4 separate regions of the Mus musculus genome follow, and regions 1, 2 and 4 are each linked to region 3. The links are chromatin contacts, called in public HiChIP or PLAC-seq and promoter capture Hi-C maps. All regions are on one chromosome and are shown on one strand. Each heading gives the region's core, a stretch centred on a gene start, on an enhancer-like site or on the middle of the called end of the contact. The rest is flanking DNA. Distances are from core to core; before and after follow the strand shown. Region 1 overlaps Tbck (TBC1 domain containing kinase). Region 2 overlaps Tbck (TBC1 domain containing kinase). Region 3 holds the start of Npnt (nephronectin). Region 4 overlaps Tbck (TBC1 domain containing kinase).

Region 1 (3,384 bases), core at 489-2,988, 180 kb after region 3:
CATCTGCCATCCAGAAAAGCTTCAATCAAGTCAGCGATCCGTATCAGCAGCACTGTTCCATCCCGCCACTGGCAAAGGAAAATGCCAGTCTCCATCTGATTCCCGAGCTCTGCAGCTTGGTGTGGTGTGCGGTGAACCCTGAAAGGCTGCAGAGGCCCCACCCAATTCGACAATGGCTGTCCCTTTCTCCATTCATCTAACCTGTCCGTCTCCCAATCTTCCCATAATTAAAGCATAATGCAATTGTATCTTATAAGCCATCAGCTGTGCAATCATTTTTATAGACCAATCTCTCACCCACAGAACCAGCATTAAAAAAAATCTTACATTTGTAAATAAAGCCTGAATCCCATGTTGAGGTCATCGGGTTTGAATGAAGATAGAAGGCTTTTGTGTGTGTGTGTGTGGTGTGACTGAGTGAAATAATTTTTCTAACTCCCACTTTCTTCATCCTCACTGATCAGTATCATATCTCTTAGAAAAACTGAAATATCTTTAACATGATAAACACACATCTCATGTTTGCTATGTGAGCAAAGTCAGATTTAAAATGCTGTCTCTCTTGAAGCCCTTTTGTCTTGATAGGAATGATGGCTGCTTAGGTCTACTGAATCTCCAATGTTTGAACATCCCTTCACTATTACGCAAGGCCTTTTTTTTTTTTGTCTCTCCTCTATATTAACTTTTTTTTTGAACGGGGGTAAGACATTCATTTTCTTGATTTGCTTCATCTTGATAGGAGTTTCCTCACTTCCCAGGAGCCCTCATGAGAGAGTACACAGACAGCAACACACCTTTTGTATCTCTATTCTGCTGAAGGTGACTTCACTGACCATAGTGCCTCAGGGTCGCATCTTCTTCCTTCTGAGCTATGAAGGGATCTACTGTTTTCTCTAAGAAGTCAGGTCAAAATTGAATTTGAGAAAACTGGCATGATTTACTCCTTTTATGTGCTCCCAGGATCTTGGTACTTCCAAATTTCATAATGATATAGTAATAGTAATAATAATAATAATAATAATAATAACAATAATAATAGTAATAATATCTATTTGACAGAGAAATGCTTTTGTTAGAAAAAGTTTCATAAGTGTTAAACTTTAAAACTGTTTTAAAGTTGTCAGAAGTAGAGAATTCCTACAGGGCCAATATTTTCTGTTCCCAACACAACTGTGAAGAGAAGAGTACTAATACTGTCTAAGTGTGGATGTAAGTGTAAACACTATTTCTCCATGCTAACAGAAAAGGTTACCTACTACCCGTTTACTGAGTTCTTGACTATCCAAGGTGGATTACTAGTCTTTACAAAGATAATTAATGGCTCAGAAATTATGGAGTTTGCTCAAAATTTGGAGTGAGCGTCTTAACTAGATCTAGAGAGCTACATTCTTGAACAAAGTTTTAAAAATTTTAAACCAGACACAAATTAATAAAGAATAAATCCAAATTAAAAAATAAGAGCCATCAGATATTAGCACTCTGTAATAAGGCCAAGCTCTTTAAAGGAAAATGATAAGAGCTAGACTATAATTTATGTTTATCAATATCAACTATATAATTAACAATAATTTGAAAAGCAGAAAATGTAATATTTGTTTCTTGTGATAGAGAAACAAATAAAAAGGAATGGAACAACAATTATCTAGATATTAGACTTGACAGGTAAGGGTAGTAATGCAATTGTGACTATGTCAAGGGTTAAAAGGAGAATGTACTCAAGGTAACTTGATACATGTAAAACAGAAGAAAGAAGAGGAGGAAGGAAGAGCAGCCAGCTGTGAGAAGGCTAGTTAGACACTACAGACCCAGAGAAATGACCAGCACATAATTCAAAAGGTAAATGGGAAGCCAATAAAGTATTAGGATGATTAAAACTTTATTAGCTAACTGTTTTGTGCATGCTGGCCACACTCCTGTACATGTCTGCATTCTCAGTCCAGGCTCCTGTACTTGGGATCCTCTCACTAGCAGAGACCTTTTTAGGGCAAGTCTGAGGTTACCTGTGCAGAAGAATAGAGACTCCCTTCCACTCTGACCCAACGCATTTCTATTTTTAGCCCTTTCTATTAAACCCCTGTCTGTCCTTCAGGTTCCTAACATCAAGAGGACCATTTGCTAAGTGACAGCGCTTGGCAGCATCTGAAGCCCCTGGCTCTGCTCATCCATCCGCCCCTTGCCTGGTCCTTCTCCATATGGAAGCCTTCAGCATGGGAGAGACGCTATTTCAGTAATGATTAAAGGTTGACATCATTTTCAGATGGTGCTGTTGCTAGAATTCACAATCTCAACACCAGCTCTCTCGCTCACCTGAGTTCAGTTCATCTCATTAAAATAAAAGGAAAAATCAAGACAAACAACTCAGGAAATAAAAGCCCCAACCACTAAAGCTCTTGTAGGTTGACAGAATGAGGTAAGGAAGACATAAGCTGCTATGGAAGAAGAGCATATCTATTAGAAGGTAGAAAGAAAAAATTTTCTGGGCTGATAAGACTATTCTGTATCTGGGGTGAGATTTACATATATGCTGACAACTGTCACAACGCATTGAGTTAGATAATGCAAACCTACACATTTTATGAAAATATGTCTAAATACAAGAAATAAAAAACAATTTTTACATATTTTCCTTTAAAGTTTCTTTATGCTTGAAATTTATAGATACTTGATTTAGAATTGCATATTAACTGTTAACTGCACAAACCTTCAGGTTTTTTTTTTTTTAAAACCCTTATTTTGTGTAAGAAAATGTTTTACCCACATATATGTATGTGTGCCATGTGTGTGCATGCCTTCTGCTAATGGAGGTCAGGAGAGAGTACTGGATGCCCTGGAACTGGTGGGGAGCTGCCATGATGGTGCTGGGAATGGAAGCCAGGTCTCCTGCAAGAGCAGCCAGTGCTGAGCCTTCTCCCTAGTCCTAGAGCTTCATTCCTCAGACTACAAAAATGTTAGAACACTGATGATTTTCGATCGAATAATTGACTGTTTTCAACAATTATTTTTTATTTTTAATGTTTTATTTATTTTTCTGAGAATATCATACAATATAATATCTTGATTACATTCTTTTTCCATCCCTAACTCTGTTCAGATCCCACTCCAACTCCCAATCCACCAAATTCCTTCTTAGAAATCTTAGAAAGCAACCAAACCAAACCAAACCAAACCAAACCAAACCAAACCAAACCAAAGCACAAACATACATACAGTTCATTTTGTGTTGACCAACTACCCCTGAGCATGAGGCCAGGCACTGAGTGGGCTGGTATTATATCTGGTATCACACCCCCGCCCCCAAGGAACACCACTTCTCCCTCTTCCAGCAGCTATTAATTGCAAACAGCTTTTTGGTTTGGAGTGGGACTCTGTGTTCACCCCCCTTCT
Region 2 (3,487 bases), core at 507-3,006, 160 kb after region 3:
CATCAGCTATGGCTCTAATCTCTATAAAACCAGCTAACAGTGCTGTGAGACCAAGCACCAAATGGGGATTGCCTCATGGGACCTAAGTATCATAGAGTTTAGGTTCCACAATGTTGAGTTCAAGGTTACTATTACCACAGAAGTCAGCATGACCTGTACTCATCCTAGATGTCAGAGAGAAAGTTCTACACTATTCTCTAAGAATATGGCTCTAAGGAATGGTTGCTGATGTCAGAGGCCCAGGTATCTCCTGCATTTATCCTGAAGGTCCTGGAGAATGTCTTCACTTTCTATAGATCAGGAACTATGGTAGGTGTTATTAGAAACTATAGCATTGCTCTTCTTGTACTGAGGGACCAAGGGATAGTTCTCTCCATATTCTGCATCATCAACACTACAAATACAACTGCAAGCACTGGTGCCACCAGGGCTCAAGTATGTATTGCTAATGGACATGTCACTTTGCTTATGTCCACTGAAAACCTATGACAATTTTGGGATCATTGCATTCTAGACACTTGACACCAAAGCTGAAGAAACTGAGAGATGTGCTAGTGAGCTGCCTATAACTGAACCCGATGCACCTACCAACTGATAGATCCATACAAACAAAACCTTTCGTACAAAAGCTACTTCATAAAATAGTCAGAGTAAGTAAATATTACACCAAATATGTAGACATCAGTTCGAGGAGAGAGCATCAGAGGAAGCCTAATGCCCTTAACGAAAACAATCTTTCAGAAAAAGATCTCAGAGAAAAAGCTAAGGATGCCTGAAAAAAAATGTAAAGCAATGATTTGAACTTAGTGACATACAAAGCAAAACACATGAATGATACAAAGAAATGAGAAAAACAATTCAAGGTACAAGTGAGAAATTCACCAAAGACACAGAATCTGTACAACAAACAAACAAAAAACAAAGACTGATCTTCGAACTAAAACCCTGAAAAAAAAAAAAAAAGTAATAGCTTCCACAAAAGACTACAACAAGTGGAAGGGTTTCTGATGTGGAGGACACGCCTTCCGAGTTAACCTCAGGCATAGCAGTAGTTAGATAGGAAAAGGAGGGAGAATGAAAAGAACAGAGAACTTATGGACTTTATGGAATACTACCAAATGGACAACTTTCACACTACAGGAATCCCAGCAGATGAAAAGGGAGTGTATTGAGAACAATCTCAGTGATTTTTCACAGCTCCAACTATATGGATGACTATGTATAAAAAATCCAAAGGACCGCCTGCAAGCTACCAACATGGAGCTTTAACCAAGTGTTTTCCTCTTTCCTGCTGTCACATGTGAATGTGGTCCCATGTGTGACGTCAGAGGATAAGTGCAGGCAGTGGTCTTCACCTTCCATCTTGTTTCAGACAGGGTCTCTTAATTTTCACTGTTGTGTACCAGGCCTGCTGGCTAATGAGTCTCTGGGGTTCTCCTGTCTCTGCCTCCTATTCCTCCATGTATACATCTTTTACCAGCAGCAATAGGACACATTTTTTTTTTCATCCAACAGCAGTAGGACACATGTTTTCCCTCTCTTATCAATGCACGGAACAATCTTTAGGGCACATCATCAAATGTGGTGGCTAGTACAAACATCAAATAGACATCTAAGTGATTAGTAGACCACATTTCTGGGTGTGCTTGAAAGGAATTTCCACGGAAAGTTTGCTTATGAAGGTACTGACATAGTGTAGCGATTGGTTGATGATTCATAATATGATGGTATTAGGATGTGGTTACGTCAGGAGGTTGGGCCCAGTTAGAGGAAGTGTGTCACTGTGTTAATGAGGACAATAAATTGTCCTGCTCTTTTCTACAGTCCCTCTCTTTTCTTTTATCCAGCCATGAGTAAACAGATCCCTTAGTATACACTCCTACTGTCATTATATTCTGCTCAAGCTTATGGGTCCAGAAATCAATAAAGCCAGGACCCAAATAAATAGTTCTACCCTTAAGATGTTCTGTCAGGCAATATATATAAAAACACAGACTTTTTTTTTTTTTCAAAAGACAGGGTTTCTTTTTGTAGCCCTGGGTATACTGGAACTTACTCTGTAGACCCAGTAGGCCTCCAACTCACAGAGATGTACCTGTCTCTGTCTCCTGAGTGCTGGGATTAAAAGTGTATGCCACCACTGCCTAGCTAAGTTTTAATAAACTTTTAAAAACAGAAATTATGGGAAATTTTAGAGATGCCTCAATGGTTAAGAGCACTGACTGCTCTTCCAGAGGTCCTGAGTTCAATTCACAACAAACACATAGTGGCTCACAACCATCTGTAATGGGATCTGATGTGTGTCTGAAGACAGCTACAGTGTACTCATATAAATAAAATAAATACATCTTTAAACCAAACCAAACCAAACCAAACTGAAACCGTGACATTTTCTCATAATGGGAGAGAAGCACAGAGTGGCCACAGTAGAAAGTATGCACATAGATGGGAATTCAGTAACACGCTCCTAAAAGTCCAGTGGCTAACTGGAGAAGTTAAAAAAGAAATACAAAATGCTATAAGAATGAAAATGACCCTAACATACCAGAGTCTATGAAGTCTGGGTAAAGAAGCACATTACAGAGAAGCATGCAGTAGTACATGGGCAAATCAAAGGCGCTACCCCACAGACTCCGCAGCACACTAACAATCTGGAGTGAGAGCAAAGAAAATCCAAACGAGAGAAAAGACTGACAACCAGAATGGAAATTTTAAAAACTACAATCAATCAAAGCAGCTTCTTGTTGTTTATAAGACAGGCTTTGCCTTTGCAGCCCAGGTGACCTAGATCTCCCTGTCTGTCTCCACAGTGGGGAGATGACAGACATGGGCCACCATGTTCTGTGACCAGCATGCTGAGTGATGGAGCTGTGGGTTTTGAAAAGGTAAATGAGAACGACTAAATGTTCTGCTCTAACAAGGAAGATGGAGAAGACTCAAAGTCAGAGATGAAACAAGGTTTCTCACAGCACAGAAATGCAAAGGACCATGAGAGACCCATATTAGATACTAACAATGTGGACGGCCTACAAGAAATGGATACGTTTCTGAATACACACTATCAAATTAGAAATCTAAATATGCAAATAGTGAGCAGCAACACTGAAACAATAACTAAAATCTCCCATCTGAGGAAAGCCTCAAGAACATGAGAGCTTTGTTGCTGAACTACGCAAAATATTTAAACGACTTATTCAAATTCCTCTTAAACTTCTTCTCTAACTGAAATGAGAAGAACTGCCAACTTCTTCTTCTGAAGCCAGCATTACCTTAGTATCAGAACCATATAAAGATCCCCCACACAGGAAAACTAAAAACATTTACCCTGATGACCATACATGCCAATGTTCTCTACAAAGCAGTAGCGTTAAAAAATCAGCATTACATTAAAAAGACCAAAGACCATGGTCCAGTGTGACTCACTGCAGGGATGGCGTAATGGTTCAAAAATAACATATTGCAAAGTTATTATAACCAAACAGTGAGG
Region 3 (3,621 bases), core at 990-3,489:
TCAGAGACAGTGGTGTGGCCCAAGCTCGAGCTTGAGTAAAGAGATCCTAGTGAGATTGCATTGGAATCAGCCCCTTGGTGATCTTTTGGGGGTTCATGATGTTTTCTGGCACAACACAATCACTAGTGTTCATTAGTTATAACACAATGGCCTGATACACCATGGGAATCCTTTATCGTCTCCTCAAGCCATGATACAAGAGACTGATACAATATCCACTTCCTCCAGGCAGGAGCGAGTGTGCAACAGACAGTGTGCCTGTCCATTCAACCTATTTAAGCCTTGTGCCAGCCAGTGGGCCGAGCACCCAGGATGTACTGACACGAGAGGAATTACCTTTGGCTTCTTGTTGGCTAGAAAGACCTAATGTGGCAGAGAGGCAATGACAACATAATTTGCCAAGAGCTGCTCTTGGAGACATATAATATTATAGAAGTCCATATAATAGAAGACAAGCCAAAAAATTATATAAGCATGGATCCAAAAAGTATAAGTGGAGATTGTTCAAGTGAAGGAATGTGGAAGTTTTCTGGGCCAAAAAAAAAACAAAACAAAACAAAAAAAAAAACCCTACCTATGTCAGAGAAGTGTGCAGTCACTGTCTTATTTCCACCTATCACTCTTCTCCCCTCTTCTGAAGTTATTCTCTAGCCTGCAGGTTAACCCAACCATCCACTGTGCCAATGGAGCTCTTTCAGGAACCGAACAGGAGCCAATAAGCAATGCATGCCACCAAGGAGTGGGGTCGGGAAGCAAGCCTACATTACACTGACAAACATTTGACTTTTCTGCAGAAAAAAATATTATGCCTCTTAGACTATTTTGGACTTTGTTAGAAGCATCTGAAATGGATGACACCAAGCTGTTTGCCTCAAACAGTGTCCCAAGCCTGAACCGGCAAGGATAATTTTCTGAGATTAAAATAGAAACTTCTTTTGCTAACAGAAGCAACTTGGAAATCAAAGAACTATTATTTTTCCTTTTCTTGCAGAAAAGTCCTGTTTTTACACATACTGATAAATCAGGATAGTGTAACCAAACTGGCACAGAACTTTTCGTTAACAATTTGAAGTAGCAGAAACCTTAAAATGATGCGAACGGAGTGACAGTTGAATGTACGGTAGCAAATACTTTCGATTAACATTTATGAGCACCTACTATGTGCCAGGCAATGTTGTAGGCACTAAACAAAGATAGCTCTTCTTGGAGAGTTTACATTACAACAGAAAGAAGACATAGATAAACAAATTATGCTGTAAGAGAAAAGATCAGTACAATGGGGGGGGGAAGGCAAAGTATGGCTGGACGTGACACCAGAGGGGAAGATAAGAATTTTAAACAGCATTCATATTTGGCTTTTAGGGTGACTTTTAGGCAAGGAAGTGAGATTCAGCTATACACACAACCTCTTCAATGCATGCCTAGAGGGTGCCAGGCCAGGAGATCATGGACTGAAGAGAGAGAGGACAGGACAGCCAGCCATTGGGGGTATGGCCTAAGGACGGGAATGATTTAAGTTTGAACGTATATTTATGAAAATCATTTCTTTTCAGTCCTTTGGTGCAATGCTTTTTATGATAGCTCAGTAACTACTTCAAATGGTTCTAAAGAGGTCCCCTCAAGACCAGCTACACCACAAGCTAAGTGGTAACTAACTCCCCTTCCTCTGGGGTGGAGCACTTGCCCTACCCACGGGGGTGCACCAAGTGGAGCTTCAGGACACAGACAGTTTTCCAAGGTTCTTCTCTTTCTCCTGAGCCCAGAGTTCTTCTTCAAAATTCGACCTGAGAGCCGAACCCCCCCCACCACACTCCCCACCCCCGTTAAAAGGTGCAGGGATATTCCAGCTCTGTAGGAGAAGCAATCTGGGTCTGCCTGCCTTCATCAGTCCAGGAACCCCTCCGGTAGGTGCAGAAAAGTTGGGTTCTCCCCTATAGACCACCTGTGTGTGTATGTGGGGGGGCATCTGTCTACCCCCACAGAACGCGTACTTCCACTTCCAACCCCACTGTCGCCCCAGCCTCTGGCGGCTGGGCTCACTTTTTCAGGCAGGTCACCCGACAAGCCCTCTCCCTAGCTCTGCTCCCAACTTTTCTCGCAGCCCGGGGGCAAGCGCCACCCGTGGCCGAGGCTGCCTGCGCGCCGCATCCCCGCCCCTGAGCCGCCCCTGCCCCTGGGGCCCGGGGAGGGGCGAGCCCCGGCGCGCGCCCAGGGCACCAGGGCGGCGGGGCAGGGAGGGCGGCGGGCTGCGCGGCGCGTCCCTCCCGCCTCGCCCCTCCCCGCGGGCGGCGCGGCTCCCGCCGCAGCGCCTCCCCTCGCCAGGAGGGAGCCGGAGGGGCTCTGCCAGCCCGCCGCAGACCTGCCCGGCTGCGCGCTGCGCTCTGTGCGTCCCAGCAGCCGCGGGTGCCGCGCCGAAGGCGGCCGGGAGATCCCGGGACGCGCAGCTCCCCGCAACCTTCAGCGTCCCCGCGTCCCGGTCCTCCGGCATGGCTGTGCTCCTAGCGGCGGTGCTCGCGTCCTCGCTCTACCTGCAGGTGGCTGCCGACTTCGACGGGAGGTGAGGCGGGTCTCGGGTGCCCTCCCCTTTCCCTCAGGGACCTCGAGTGGAGCAGCCTGGCTCCGGGCTCAGGAGAAAGAGAGGCTCGTGCCCCGTGTGCGGTGAGAGCGGGCAGGAGCAGGGACACAGGTGACGCGTGGAGCGTCCCTACAGCCAGTGATCAGGATGGACTGTGTCCCGAGGGGAAACTTGCAGGTGACCCGGCGATTCGACAAAGGGTGGCGGCGAGGACCGTACTTGGAACAAATGGCACCCGAGGGCTCTCGGTTTGTGGTTCGGAGGGGGGACGGTGTACACAAGCTTAACATGAGTACTGAGAGGAGGCGCTCGGGGTGCGTGTGTGTGTGTGTGTGTGTGTGTGTGTGTGTGTGTAGCACGCGGCACCGCTCAGACCTGGCGGGCCTGACTGTTGCTTGCTCTGACAGGTCCCAACAACCTCCGGCAGGGTCTCTGCTGTCACTCAGCGTGTCCCCCCAAGGCAGCGCACCGCGCGATCTCCCCGGAGATCCCGGGCTCAGTCCCCACTGAAGGCCTCAGCTGGACAGGTTTCCCGCTGGCTCACACCACCACTCACCCCTGTCCCCATCCCTCAGAGCTTGTCCCAGGGCTGCCTTGAAGATGCCGCACCTGTTTTACCTGCAATCTTGGAACGAATCAATTCCAGGATTGATTGGCTTTCCTGTCCCTGGAGGGGACCAGAGGAAAAGCCTCGGAGCGCGGAAGAAAAAGGCACCCGCTCCCGGTTCACCACCTGGTCGGAGGAAATAGAAGTTGGGGTTGTTTTGTACTTTGAGCCTGAGGGTAAAGCGAAGATGAATTGAAGAGATAAAGAGTTTAAAGAAGAGTGGAAAGCAGCCAGAGGCTAAGCCTTTTATTTTCCAAAAGCAATTCTTTGCCCACATTTGGATTTGTGGTGCATTACTTTGGGGCACACATATTTACAAAGAAACACACACACACACACACACACACACAGCCTAGGTGTCCATTTACAAAGAAACACACACACACACACACACACACACACACACACACACACACACACACACAGCCTAGGTGTCCAG
Region 4 (3,502 bases), core at 432-2,931, 140 kb after region 3:
CCTAGCACCATGGGGTTTGTTTGACTGGTAAAGCTGGGACAGCTCAGCCTGTCTTCCCCTAGTAACTGCTACTTTCCTGGGGAAAATTCTTTTACACCTTCTGGAAAGGCTTGGATGGGTCAGGCTCTGCATCAGCGCAACAGCTACGTTCTCTACTGACTCTGAAGATGTCATCTGCAACCCTGCTCTGCTTGGCTTTTGTATGCTGTAGTCTCTGATGTCTTTTTTTTTTTTAAAGTATAGAATAGAGTTTATTCAGGACATGGGGAGGGGAAATTGAGAGGGTAGTAGAGAAAGGGAGAGAGAGAGGGAGAGGGAGAGGGAGAGGGAGAAAGAAACCGAGCAAGCAAGCAGAGGCCGGCTATAAGCACATGGAGAGAGGGGGGGGCGGGGGGGGGGAAATGGAGAGAGAGAGTAAAGGGAAAAGAGGACAGAGTTAGAGCAAGAAAGCAAGAGCTGTCTCTGATGTCTTGTCTTGTCTTTCCTTTCTTTCTTTTTCTCTTTCTTTTGAGGCAGGGACTCTCTACATAGCCCTGGCACTTGCTGTTTAGACCAGGCTGTCCTTGACCTCAAAGAGATCCACTTGTCTCTGACTCACAAGTGTTTGAATTAAAGGCCTGCCTTACCAATCACAGCAGGCTCCATTCTCATTCATATTCTCTCTCTCTCTCTCTCTCTCTCTCTCTCTCTCTCTCTCTCTCTCCCTCCCTCCCTCCCTCCCTCTCTCCCCCCCTCCCCTCATGGTGGCAGTTTTGGTCATCACATGTACTTTTTATTTGTCAGTTTGCTTAGAATTACTCAGCAGTTCCTCTCTCAATCTGCTCAACTCTTGTTTCATGATCTGACGGACACTTGGCCCTTGAGTTTCTGGGTAAAGAAGTCTCCCAAGCCCAACAGGCCCCACCAGGGCAGCTTCAGAGCCTGCGCTCAGCCTTGCTGCTCTCACAGAAGTTCTCTCTGTGCTTTTGAAATGTCAAAAAACCAGTTAGAAAAAAAAAAAAAACAAAAACCAAAAACCCTGAAAACCTATGCCATCATATTAATTTATGTTTCATATAACATAATAATGTTGGTAATGGAGGCAGCTAACTTTATAAAGAAAGGAGGTGTAATTAGCTCATAGTTGCAAAGGCAGGGAGCCCAAAGGCCTACAGTCAGTGCCCACTGTGGATGGTAGTACTGTAGAAGTCCCACTGGTGTTCACACTCGGTCCCACAGGCACTTACATAGACAGACCTCCACTGACCACAGGACTTCCCACTAGGGCCCACTCTTAAGTCCGACCTTTTAGTATTACCCAACTTACAACTAAGGTCTTAACATGCAGACTTTTGACAAACAACATCAGAAGCTACTATTGGGGTTTCCTAAGCTTCCTACTATTCATCCTGATGCTGAAAACTGGACTGTGTGTGGGGGGAAGAAGGCTTCCATAAGAGGCCTGCTCCTCTTGGTAAGAATGCAGACAGATCCATACAGTTAGACTTATCTATGAAGAAAGATAAGAAACTTATCTCTGAAGAAACACATTTTCGACAACCTAGACAGTAGGCAGGAACAGTTGAGGACATCTCTGGGGACACTTACCTCAGCTGTTTGCTTAGCCACGTGGCCTACAACCACAATGACTTTCCCCTTGAAGTTGTGCAGCATGGTGGTGTAAGGGCCTTGGCTGAGCTCTCCTTCTGCCGTGAACGCTGCGCTGAATGGGATGTTGATGCTGCCTGCAATGTGCCCGCGAACGAAGCTGACAGGGAGCTTAAGGAAAACTGTTTTTTAAAAAATTTCCATGTTCACCTGAGTATTTTATTTGAACAAAGTGAGATTCTCTAAGGAGGAAGAAAATTAAATTTCAGAATAAAGTGGAACAGAGAAAGGAAGAGACGTACTCATCAGTGGAAACTGAAAGCAACCCTGACCCAGTTAAGCCATGGTCCTCAACTGGCTACAGCCTGTGTGCTATCATGTTCACCAGCACAACCGGGCATAGTTCAAAGTCCACTGTCTCAGGGCAAATTTGATACTGAAAAATATTTGCAAAGTAGATGCTAAGTCAGACTTCATTTAGAACTGTTAGAGGTCACCAGCCCCAGCTGGAAACTGTTCTGTTGCAGGTTAATGTGTCCAGCAAACTCAGCTGACATATCCATTATTCTGAGTTCATATCCTCCAGAAGGTGCCATATCTTATGCTTCTTATACTTTAGAATTCTGATGCTCAAAGTGACTATCACTGTTAGTTTAGGAAATAAAGTCATCCATTAAGCAGGAGCTCACACACACACACACACACACACACACACACACACACACACACACACTCTTTACTAAGTAATTAGAGTATGATCGGATGAATTAATTAAAAATAGAACTTTGGAAATTAAAAGGACATGGTTATACCCAGAAAACTGTAAAAGAGAGGTATGAGCTACTGGGTAGATTACATTGGTTTGAGAGGATGGGGCGGGGTTTGCTGAGGGGGTGATGGTAAGGTTAAATCCTGAAGAACAGATAGAAGTTAGGACAAAGAAGTGGAAGGAAGTGGAGGAGGGATGGGGAGCTGAGGCGGAGATTTTGTAGTCACAGTGGGGCGGAGGGAGCATATACCCAGCTAAGGCGGGGAAGGACAACACCGTGGAATTTAAGTGTGAGATAAAGGGAGGTGGAGGCTGGACTGTGCCTGTGCTGTTTGTGAGAACGATATTTTTTCTGCCAGTAAGGAAAACCCATGTATTCTAAGCAGAAAAGCAGGATACTGGATTTGCACTTGAGTGCTGCTGTGGGGAAAAGCACAAAGGAAACTGTGTACCTAGTTAATGAGAAATTTGGGTTATAGCTCCTTTCTTAATAATAATCACTGTTGACTACCATGAAAGGCCATCTCTGTATTCAATAGAGCCCCCTCCCCTAAACTGTCACATAAGGGACTAAGACAAGTGATAGTTTAAAAGGCTATGACCCGAGCAAGTACTGTTTCCCCTCTGCATGTCTCAGTGTGGGAGGGAACCATCTATGTTGAAACAGTAGTTATCAATGAGCTCAGGCTGCAGGCTTCCCCGCTCCTCACTCAAGGAGAGTGGACAGATCCGGGCTCCTCCTTTCTAGAAGGTAGCAGGCACAAGAAAACATTTAATATGAATATTAAAAGAAATGTGAGATACAATTCATGTTGGAATCTCAGTGGACTTGCTTAGAGAAGTGTAGAATGGGGAGACTATTTATAAACACAGGTCGAGGACCCTTGAACTTCAGGTGTGCATCACCACTGCCCGGGTGGCATTAGTCTCTCAAAAACAATTATCCTAGAGTCTCAATGGTAATCTTCAGGAACAATGGGGTCTTTAAAAATAAGAATCCTGAAAATACTTAAAAATATTCAGTAGATATCTTAAGAGTGGTATTTAAAATGCCAACCAGGAGTCCGGCCGCTCATTTCTTCTCAGCAGGCCTGCAGCAGCTGCAGTAGGACCTTGTGTTTCTCAGCCAGCACTTCTGGACTGAGA

Evidence for each region. Promoter capture Hi-C pulls out the DNA fragments that hold promoters and counts their contacts. HiChIP or PLAC-seq counts read pairs in DNA pulled down with a chosen protein or histone mark.
Region 1: a contact with region 3 is called in a promoter capture Hi-C map of the HPC-7 cell line. The contact joins the enhancer-like site here to the promoter of Npnt in region 3. A contact is called at or near these places in 12 of 39 promoter capture datasets (the 3T3-L1 cell line, 3T3-L1-derived adipocytes, the HPC-7 cell line and 9 more), 1 of 15 datasets of contacts at CTCF or cohesin (the NIH/3T3 cell line), 15 of 484 Hi-C or Micro-C datasets (the C2C12 cell line, the G1E-ER4 cell line, the MC3T3-E1 cell line and 8 more), 5 of 115 datasets of contacts at active chromatin or transcription factors (craniofacial prominence, embryonic forebrain, embryonic stem cells and 2 more) and 1 of 9 other capture datasets (adipose tissue).
Region 2: a contact with region 3 is called in an HNF4G HiChIP or PLAC-seq map of pancreatic cancer cells. The contact joins the enhancer-like site here to the promoter of Npnt in region 3. A contact is called at or near these places in 12 of 39 promoter capture datasets (the 3T3-L1 cell line, 3T3-L1-derived adipocytes, the HPC-7 cell line and 8 more), 1 of 15 datasets of contacts at CTCF or cohesin (the NIH/3T3 cell line), 2 of 484 Hi-C or Micro-C datasets (embryonic stem cells and nephron progenitors), 2 of 115 datasets of contacts at active chromatin or transcription factors (embryonic stem cells and pancreatic cancer cells) and 3 of 9 other capture datasets (adipose tissue, liver and pancreatic islet).
Region 4: a contact with region 3 is called in a promoter capture Hi-C map of liver. The contact joins the enhancer-like site here to the promoter of Npnt in region 3. A contact is called at or near these places in 5 of 39 promoter capture datasets (embryonic stem cells, hippocampal neurons, liver and 1 more), 1 of 484 Hi-C or Micro-C datasets (nephron progenitors) and 1 of 9 other capture datasets (pancreatic islet).

What each region holds. Positions count from the first base shown.
Region 1 is chr3:132,769,000-132,772,383 of GRCm38.p6, reverse strand. All of the region lies in intron 22 of Tbck (TBC1 domain containing kinase), which reads right to left. Gm30294 (a long non-coding RNA gene) reads left to right here. Exons shown (of 3, transcript XR_376096.3): 3 at 1-256. Among named protein-coding and RNA genes, the nearest start is that of Gm30294, 6.8 kb to the left of the region's middle. Within about 2 kb of position 1,738, at least 2 of the 459 cell types and tissues checked have an H3K27ac peak or open chromatin away from gene starts, as enhancers often do. A contact at or near this core is called in the HPC-7 cell line, where this site is marked.
Region 2 is chr3:132,789,575-132,793,061 of GRCm38.p6, reverse strand. The region is part of intron 23 of Tbck (TBC1 domain containing kinase); the gene reads right to left. Among named protein-coding and RNA genes, the nearest start is that of Gm30294, 14 kb to the right of the region's middle. Within about 2 kb of position 1,756, at least 39 of the 459 cell types and tissues checked have an H3K27ac peak or open chromatin away from gene starts, as enhancers often do. A contact at or near this core is called in the HPC-7 cell line, the NIH/3T3 cell line and pancreatic cancer cells, where this site is marked.
Region 3 is chr3:132,948,909-132,952,529 of GRCm38.p6, reverse strand. Npnt (nephronectin) reads left to right here and starts at 2,239. Exons shown (of 14, transcript NM_001287101.1): 1 at 2,239-2,557. The coding sequence starts at 2,487.
Region 4 is chr3:132,813,435-132,816,936 of GRCm38.p6, reverse strand. Tbck (TBC1 domain containing kinase) reads right to left here. Exons shown (of 26, transcript NM_001163455.2): 25 at 1,588-1,747. Among named protein-coding and RNA genes, the nearest start is that of Gm30294, 38 kb to the right of the region's middle. Within about 2 kb of position 1,681, at least 21 of the 459 cell types and tissues checked have an H3K27ac peak or open chromatin away from gene starts, as enhancers often do. A contact at or near this core is called in liver and pancreatic islet, where this site is marked.